2 separate regions of the Mus musculus genome follow, and region 1 is linked to region 2. A link is a contact called in public HiChIP or PLAC-seq data. All regions are on one chromosome and are shown on one strand. Each heading gives the region's core, a stretch centred on a gene start, on an enhancer-like site or on the middle of the called end of the contact. The rest is flanking DNA. Distances are from core to core; before and after follow the strand shown.

Region 1 (4,787 bases), core at 1,805-4,304, 120 kb before region 2:
AAAATGAAGATCTATTGTCTTTGTCAGAGTAAAAGAAACCATGGACAGAAGAAACCAGTTCCACAGTGACTAACCAAGTGAAGAGTGTCATCAAGACACCAGTGAAAACGACAAAGGACTTTGAGCTTCAGTAAAGAACTATGAAAATGTGATAACAGATTTGCACAGGCTAGCAGTGTAGCTCAATTGGTAAAGGGTCTGCTTTGTGTGCAGTGTCCTGACTGCACTTCCCAGCACTGCGGAAAACTGGCTACAGAGGTGCACACCTGTAATCCTAGCACTTGGGATGTCAGAGCAGAAGGATCTAGAGTTCAAGGTCATCTTCAGCTAAATAGCACATTTGATGTCTACATTAGACATTGTCTCAAAAAAACAAAAAAGAAAGAAGCTCGAGATGACTCATGGGTAACAAACACTGGCTGTTCTTTCAGATGACCCAGGTTTGAATCAAACCCATGTGGCAGCTCACAGCTGTCTCCAACTCAGGTTCTGGGGAGGAGAGGATCCAGTGCTGCCTTCTGGCCTTTGAGGGCACTGTGTGCACAAGTGGTACACTTAATATACATGAAGACAAAACACTTAGTACACATAGAATGAATAAATTGAGAAAAGTGATGAATCAGACTTACCTGACATTATCCAGTTGGGAAGATGGGAAGAAAAGAATAAAGAAAAGCAATGTATGAACCCTAAGGGACCTATGACCCATTATCTGGTATATTCCTATTCAGAGGGTATAAAAGGGGCCAGAGAATATTTGAATAAAGAATGGCTGAAAACTTTTCAGATTTAGGGACATGAACCAGTACTTTTTAAGTCTGAAACAAGACACATGAGAGTCAAACTGCTAAAAGCCAAGAAAAAGTAGAGAAGTGCTTTGGGTTTGTGGCGGCAGGTATTCCTTTGTTAGCGGATTCTCAATTCTAGAAATTTAACCTAGGGCCTTACACATGCTTGACAAATGTTCTCCCACAGAGCTGGTCTCAGCCCAAATAGACAGAGATCATGAAACCAGCAAGATCATTTCAGTACATACTTCTTTAAGAAAATGAGTCAGGAGTGGTGGCAAAGTGACTGTTAGGGTGACTACACCAGAATGATTGGGGGGGGGGGGGGGATGGGTGAGTTATGTGTTGTATGTGTGTAGATGCCTCTTCATTTGTCTCTCTCCATCTTTTTATAATTGAAAAATATCTTTATTTGGATGAGATCAGTGCCTCAGCATTTAAGAGCACACTGCTCTTTGTCCCATTGCTGGGATGAATCCCCAGGACCAACGTGACTTGGGCAGGAAAGGGTTTATTTGGTTTACACTTCCAGATCCATCATCAAAGGGAGTCAGGAAAAGCACCTGGAGGCAGCATCTGCTGTGACGGCCATGGAGGGGCGTTGCTTACTGGTTTGTTCCTCATGGCTTGCTTTCTTACTGAACTCAAGACCACCAGCCTAGGAATGGCAGCACCCACAATGAGCTGGGTGCTCCTGCATAGATGGATAATTAAGAAATGCCCTACAGCTGGCTCTTATACAGACAATTTCTCAGTTCAGGTCCCTTCCTCTCAGCTAAGTCTAGTTTGTGTCTCGTTGACATAAAATGACCGAGTATTCTTCCCTAGCAGCTGCGTGCTGGGTCACTCTTTACCTCCCATTACTTGAGTCTGTGGAGATCAGACTAAACTCCATGGGCACCAGGCATGCACATGGTGCACACACATATACAAGCAGAACACTCATATACTTAAGATTAAATAAGGCATTTTTTTTTTAATTATGTGTTGGGCATGGTAGATACATCTTTATACCAGCTTTAGGAGGCAGGGGCAAATGGATTTCTGTGATTTGGAAATCAGCCCAGCTTACATACAAAATTCAAGGCCAGCCAAAACTATACAATGAGACCCTGTCCCTGGTTTTTTGAGACAGGGTTTCTCTGTATAGCTCTGGCTCTACTGGAACTTGCTCGGTAGACCAGGCTGGCCTAGAGCGCAGAAATTCGCCTGTCTCTGCTTCAAGTACTGAGATTAAAGGCCTGATGAGACCCTGTCTCTTAAATGAAAAAAAAAATGTATACAGACACATGGCTTATGAAAAATCAAAGAGCAACTATGAGTAATCACTTCTCTGCCTCTACCATCTGGGTCCCAGGGACACAGGTCCTCAGGGTTGGTCACAATCGTCCCACATTCTAAGCCTTTTTTTTTTTTTTTTTTTTTTTGAGGCATGGTTTCTCATTGAGCCTAGAACTCAGCTAATTCAGCAGGACTTGTTGACCAGCAGACCCCAGGGATGGTCCTGTCTTTACCTCTCCAGTACTGGACTAACAGACATGCACAGCTACACTTGGCTTTTTTATGGGTGCTGGGAATCTCAGTTCAAGTTCTCATGCTTGTATGTGTCAAGCACTTTACCAACTAAACGATCTCCTCCAACCCTACCGTAGTTCTTAAATTTTGTTTGTTTGTTTGTTTGTGTGTTTGTTTTTCTTTTTTAAGAATTCTTTATAATGCCAGCACTCAAGAGAAAGAGGTGGTCTCTATAAATTTGAAATCAGGCTTGTCTACATAGGGAGTTCCAGACCAGCCAGTACTGCAGAGTATGTTTTTGGTTGGGAAGAGAAGGTGTGGAGAGTGGAGAGAGAAGGAAGCCCCCAAGATTACTTCCCGTTGTCTTTGGGGAGTAAAGCACGAGTAGTGACAGACTGGTGGGGTGTCAGCTGGCTGCACAGAGGATGTCCATGAGTCTTCCTGTTGAACATGAGATCAGCAGACAGAGACAGCCTCGGCTTAGGCTTCTCTTCCTGTCCTGCTTCTGGAAGCACATCCTGTGAGGCTCTTTCCTGTATAGTTCACGCTAACAACAAAAAGCAGCTGTGGCTTCTCTGTTCCATACAGCCGCAGTCCTTTCTTATATAGGCCCATTCTGGCCTTTTCTGTTTTGTTTTTGTTGTGGTGGTGGTGGTGGTGGAGGTTTTTCAGGACAGGGTTTCTTTGTATGGTCCTGGCTATCCTACAATTCAATCTGTAGACCAGGCTGGCCTTGAACTCCCAAGTGCTGGGGTTAAGGGTGTGTGCCGCCACCACCCAGCAGCTCCTTGCATCTTAAGAAGCAACATTAAGAAGTGTCTTCATGAGCCGGGCGTGGTGGTACATGCCTTTAATCCCAGCACTCAGGAGGCAGAGGCAGGCGGATTTCTGAGTTCGAGGACAGCCTGGTCTACAGAGTGAGTTCCAGGACAGCCAGAGCTATAGAGCTATACGGGAAACCCTGTCTCAAAAAACCAAAAAAAAAAAAAGAAGTGTCTTCACAGTTGCTCAGTAACTAAACTCATTGTGCTACTCCCAGCCGGCAGTAGTAATAGAGTCTAGTCTCCTGGACACACTGGGTCCCAGTTCAGGAGGCAGACACAGATGGATCTCTCTGATTTCAAGGTCAGCCTAGTCAAGTGGTGAGCTCCAGGCCAGCCTAGGCTTTGTGACACCCTGATTCAAAAGATTAATTAGTTAAACTTGGTCTCCTATTAAACAAAACTTAGAAATCATTTGTTCTTCTGTAACTTGAACTGGGTGTAGATTGTTTCCAAGCTAAAGTTCTGCTTTTCTTCATTTCAGGTCACTAGCAGATTGGACCTCAATAAGTAGCAGCCAGTGTTATATTGCATTTTACTGTTCTTGGTACATAGTTTGGTGTCTAAGTGACAAACTGCTGCAGTGTGAGTAGCTGCAGTGCACACAGTGAAAGCATTTGCTGCCTAGATTGCACTCACCTTTACATCGCAGCACATCCTGCTGGACACCCTCTCTGCTTCACTTTGTAGCTGGCCACCCACCCTTTATCTCAATAGCAAATTTGTTTTGATCCTGCCTCCCTTCCCTCTGTCTTCAAGGCCCTCAGTGTAACAGAGAAAGGTGAAGGGTGTCGGTTTGTAGTTGGGAGCAGCAATACAAAATACCAACACAGTAAGAAGTATCCTGGCAGTAGTGGGCCCTCCTTATCAGTTGAAATGCTTCTAGAAACAGTCTCGCTATTGGGGGACTGTAGGAGTGTGAGCTTGGACGTGTGCTCCTTCAACAGAGGGATTGCCTACTCCCAGACCAAGTATTCAGAGATCCAGTGTATATAGACTTGGCTCCCACTTCTTAAATCACTAGCTTTGCACAGACCAGGTTTGGTTTAGGAAGGAGCCGAGTTTCTTCTCCCTCTTGACAGCCTGCAGGAGTCCTAGAATGAAAAAATGCCACACATCATGTCAGATGGCCTTATATCTTATCTGAATTCCAAAACTACATGAGAATATTATGCCCTCAATTTGAAAGTGAGGAAACTGAGTCTCCAGGCAGTTGGGAAATTTATCCAAGGTAGTACAGTTGATAAACTTGGAGCCGAGTTCTCAGACTCCAAAACATGGGCCCTTTCCACTGTCTGAATGTCTCGGAAAGGCTCAGGCCGTCCTTACATACGGGAAATAGTAAACCTTAGTGGCCATGATCATTTATTGGCCCCACCTTCCCTGCCAACTCCAATTGCTTTTTTCTTTTCTTCTCAGTGAAGAAAAAATGACTGCTGCTCGGATTAGAAAATGTCACAAGTGTGGAACTGGCCTCATCAAGTCTGAAGGCTGCAACCGCATGTCTTGCCGCTGTGGTGCCCAGATGTGCTACCTCTGTCGAGTTTCTATCAATGGCTATGACCATTTCTGCCAGCATCCTCGCTCTCCAGGAGCCCCTTGCCAAGAATGTTCCAGGTGCTCCCTGTGGACCGACCCCACTGTGAGTAGATGCGTGTCAGTC
Region 2 (4,541 bases), core at 1,575-4,074:
AGGCAGACAAGATGGCGTTACCTTAGTCACTTCAAGACAAACCACTGTTTGCACGTGAAGACCAGAGGACAACTTTATTTTCTCTTTCTAGTTTTATGTGGGTTCTGAGCCACCTTGGCAGCCCAACTCTCTTCTTCTTTTTTTCAGTTTGAAAGATACTTCAAGACAAGCCTTGTATCACTGGTCTCCACCCAGGCCAGTGATATCTTTGTAGTGTGTCACAGTCTTGGCTTTTCTTGGAATGTCCTTGAGCTGGAATCCAGTCCCACGCTGGGAGCCTTTTCTGATTGGCCTCCTTTGTTGCATAATGTGCCTCCAAGTTTGATGGCACACATCTGTGACTCTGGCACCTGGGAACTTGGAAAGGCAGGAGGAGCTGCAGTTGGAGGCCAGCCTGAAATAAATAGTAACCTTCGGACCAGTCTAAGCTTTATGATACCGTAGTGCAAAGAAACCTGGAAAGGGCTTGCAAAGCGGCTCACTGAGGAAGAGCATCTGCCGCACAAGTGACCTGACGACAGCCAATAGAAACCACTGCTGGGGCTGGCGAGATGGCTCAGTGGTTAAGAGCGCCGACTGCTCTTCTGAAGGTCCTGAGTTCAAATCCCAGCAACCACATGGTGGCTCACAACCATCCGTAACGAAATCTGATGGAGTATATGAGGACAGCTACAGTGTACTTACATATAATAAATAAATAAATCTTTAAAAAAAAAAAAAAAAAGAAACCACTGCTGATGGGGCTGGAGAGATGGCTCAACGGTTAAGAGCACTGACTGCCCTTCCAGAGGTCCTGAGTTCAATTCCCAGCAATTCCCACATGGTGGCTCACAACCATCTGGTGTGTCTGAAGACAGCGACAGTGTACTCATATACATTAAATAAATAATTTTTTTTTTTTAAAAGAAACCACTGCCAAAGGAGGAAACTGACTCCCCGGGTCTGTCCTTCAACGTCTGCATGTGCTTCCTGCTACATGCACCTATACACCTCTCTCTCTCTCTGTCTCCCCACACAATGTAAAATAAGAAATATAATTAAAAATGAAAAGGGAAGAAGTTGTTGAGTGTTGATGGTAGTGGTGGGAGATGGGCTGGGGTGTACATTTGTGGCCATCTTTATCTGGCACAGTGAGAATCAGCTGATGTCGAGCGATCGGGCTCCATCAGTGGCTCCAACTCACCCCTGTGCCCACCCCTTTCTGTGGCTTCCTGTTGCTCGTAAATTTTCTCTTCTCTGTAGTAGATGACAATGCTAAACTGGAGGGTTTAACCAGGGGCTTCAAACTCAGCTTTCCTGCTGTGTTCATAATTTGATTAATTTTTATAATTATTATTTTAGTTATGTGTCCCAAGGGAAGAAGGGTGTATTAGTTCCTCTATAGCCTTGGCAGTCCTGAAACGCACTATGTAGACCAGGCTGGCTTCAAACTCACTATATAGCCTAGGGTAACCTTGACCTGCAGGTCTTCCTGCCTCCACTTTCTGAGTCCTAAGATTGTTTCCGTTTGGTTTGGTTTATATAGTGCCAGGGACGGAACCCCGGGTTATGTATCTGCTAGACAAATACTCAAATGAACTACATCCCCAGCTCCCATTAAACTATTATCTTAATTTTAAACCATCTGGACTTCCTTCCTGACTCTTTCTCTGTGTACACTCGAGCGAGAGCACATGTGCATGACCAGTGCAGACACAGACACCAGAGGGCAGCTTCTAGAAGGCAGTCTTCTCCTTCCAGCGTGTGGGTCCTTGGAATCAAACTCACTTCAGGTGGTCAGTCAGAGTCAAGCTCCTTTCCCTGACGAGTCATTTCACGAGCTCTAGGAAACCATTTTTAACTGGAAACGCCGTGGAAACATTTATTATTCATTTATTCAGCAAATATTTATTTGTTCAGTGTTGACATGCAAAGAACAGTACCAGGCAGACTCTCTGCTTAGTTATGGGGGTACAGGCAGGGTGCTTACTTAGCACGCATGAAAGGAAGCCTTAGGTTCAATCCTCAGTAGTGTTAAAAAACAAAACAGCCGGGCGTGGTGGCGCACGCCTTTAATCCCAGCACTCGGGAGGCAGAGGCAGGCGGATTTCTGAGTTCGAGGCCAGCCTGGTCTACAAAGTGAGCTCCAGGACAGCCAGGGCTATACAGAGAAACCCTGTCTCGATAAACCCAAAACAAACAAACAAACAAACAAAAAAACAAAACAAAACCAAAAACCAACAACAACAACAACAAAACAAGATGGGGCTGGAGAGATGGCTCAGCGGTTAAGAGCACTGACTGCTCTTCCAGAGGTCCTGAGTTCAATTCCCAGAAACTTTGTCTGAAGACAGCTCCAGTGCACTCACATACATTAAATAAACAGTGGCCTAGGCATAGATGGGAGGCAGAGGTAGGCGGATTTTGTGACTTCAAGGCCAGCTTGGTCTTTATAGCTAATTCCAGGACAGCCAGGACTACAGAGTGAGACTCAAAACAAGCAAAAAGGCTTAGCAAGTCAGGCGGTGCAAAGAGCTATTGAGAGTTGTAACGCAAGATGAGGGGCAAATTCAGGAGCGTGTGCACATGAAGGTTGCTATGGTTATCTAGGATACCTGAGCGCTGTGACAGATGACTTGGAGCGCAGTGTGTAGCGCGAATGGCAAATGCAAAGGCCTGGAGCAGAACGCATGTTGTTGGAGCGACAGCAAGAAACTGCGGAGGTAGCTTAAGAGACTGGTCACTCGTGACCTTCTGGACGCCTCTGAATCCTGAGAGTACTTTATGCCACACCCAACATGGCGACCGCACCGGGTCCATCCGGGCGCAAGCGGAAGTACGTCTAGGCGTGCGCCGCAGCCACGCCCCTTACCGGGGTCTCTGTGGAGCTGTGGCCGCGCCGGCTTCGAGCATCCCTACGCTGGCAGGCTGGGGGACTGTGAGGCTGCAGCTCCGGCGGCTAGCTCCGGAGAGGTACGACCTGCACCTCCAGCCCCGGCGGCTGGAGTCCCCTCTGGGCTTCCCTCCCGACCCTGGCTTTATTCCAAGGCCCATCCTTGCCGTCTCCTACCCTCCTACCAGGCCCTCTCCTCTCCTGACCCCATCTGTTCCCAGGCGCACAATCTCGATGGCCAGAATGGACCCTTTCACGTGGCCTGCTGAGTTTCCAGGCCTTTCCCCCGTCTCCTTGTGTGTTGGCTCTGCCCTCGCAGCTATGGGACGTTGTCCCTTCTGCTTGTGTTTTCTTGTTTGTTTTACACTGTAGCCCAGTCTAGCCTGGAGTTCAGTGTGCAGCCCAGGCTGGTTTTGAACGTACAGCAATCTTTCTATTGTAGCCTTTGTAAATCTGGGGTTACAGGTGTGCATCATCACGCGGTGGTTAATGTGCAGCTAAGGGTGGAACTCAGGGCTTCGACCCCATTCCCAGCCCTGGCTTCTTCTTTTTTTCTATCAGCTTAAGTGCAGCCCACTTCTTTCTGGAGTCTACTTGTGATGCGCGGGAGTGTGATAGGGCGTCGGACTGACCCCAGAGCTTTATGATCTAGGTCAGCTGGAGAATCCCACTGCGTCTTGTTACGGGTGTGCAGTATTTTTTTCTGCAGACGACAGTATGGGGCCGTGGCGGGGGTTAGGGGAGCACCTGGTAGCTTCCCTGTTGCCTTCCTCCCTATCTTGAGTTATATTTGTTCTTTCCTAGGTACTCGCATCTGGGGGTACACCTATTTATCATATTAGCGTGTGTGTATGCGTGAGTACTGGCATGTGCATGTCATGGGTGCGTGTCGTGGCGTACATGTGGAAGTCAGAGGACCACTTTGAAGAGTTGGTTGTTGCCTTTTATCTGGTTTATATTAGTGTGTGTGTGTGTGTGTATGTGTGTATGTATAACTGTGTGTGGGTATGTGTACATGAGTACAGGTGTCTGAGGAGACCAGAGGATCATGTGCACCCGGTGTTGGAGTTACACAGGTGGTTATTCGCCTCCCCAGTGTGGGTACTGGGAATCGAACTCAGGTCCTCCGAAAGAGTAGTACTAAATTATCGCTTCTGCCTTTCCCCCCAGTTGAGACAGGATCTCTCTTGATGGTGTATACTCCAGAGTAGCTGGCTTGTGAGCTTTTGACAGATGCCCCTATCTCCTCCTCTCACTTTGCGCTAGCAGTGTTGGGATGGCAGATGTGGGTCACTGCATCCAGCATTTTATGTGGGTCCCAGGGTTTGAACTTGGGTCATCGGGTTTGCAAGGCAAGCTCTCTTGCTCACTTAGCCGTCTTGCTGATCTCTGGGCACACTTTTAAGTCCTAGGAGTTTCCTTGCATTTATCCAGTGAGACTTACAAGTGTTTTCCAGGGTATGAGGACTATGTCTGGGGTCTGTTGGAAGCTTCTCTTTCTTTGAAGAAAACTGGACTCAGAAGTGTCTCTTTGATTGACAGGAAAGAGAGTGTGTGGTCCAGCTCTAGACTAATGAGAGAGGAGTGAGGTGGTAGAAAGTTATGTCTCTAGCAAGAGGAGTTCCAGGATAGTATTGCTGTATTAGTAGCTCTCAATGACTTCTACGTC

The links. HiChIP or PLAC-seq counts read pairs in DNA pulled down with a chosen protein or histone mark.
Region 1: a contact with region 2 is called in an H3K27ac HiChIP or PLAC-seq map of microglia, with 4 times the contacts expected there. The contact joins the enhancer-like site here to the promoter of Fbxl18 in region 2. A contact is called at or near these places in 4 of 39 promoter capture datasets (cranial neural crest, frontonasal cranial neural crest, maxillary cranial neural crest and 1 more), 3 of 484 Hi-C or Micro-C datasets (bone marrow-derived dendritic cells, bone marrow-derived macrophages and pro-B cells), 14 of 115 datasets of contacts at active chromatin or transcription factors (T-cell acute lymphoblastic leukemia, craniofacial prominence, double positive thymocytes and 9 more) and 4 of 9 other capture datasets (adipose tissue, embryonic stem cells, liver and 1 more).

Annotation. Positions count from the first base shown.
Region 1 is chr5:143,015,603-143,020,389 of GRCm38.p6, reverse strand. Rnf216 (ring finger protein 216) reads left to right here. Exons shown (of 17, transcript NM_080561.4): 15 at 4,544-4,766. Among named protein-coding and RNA genes, the nearest start is that of Gm43380, 21 kb to the left of the region's middle. Within about 2 kb of position 3,054, at least 13 of the 459 cell types and tissues checked have an H3K27ac peak or open chromatin away from gene starts, as enhancers often do. A contact at or near this core is called in T-cell acute lymphoblastic leukemia, double positive thymocytes and microglia, where this site is marked.
Region 2 is chr5:142,893,521-142,898,061 of GRCm38.p6, reverse strand. It overlaps Fbxl18 (F-box and leucine-rich repeat protein 18), which reads left to right and starts at 2,824. Exons shown (of 5, transcript NM_001033312.3): 1 at 2,824-2,952. Gm38733 (a long non-coding RNA gene) reads right to left here and starts at 2,758. Exons shown (of 2, transcript XR_003955825.1): 1 at 2,595-2,758; 2 at 1-357.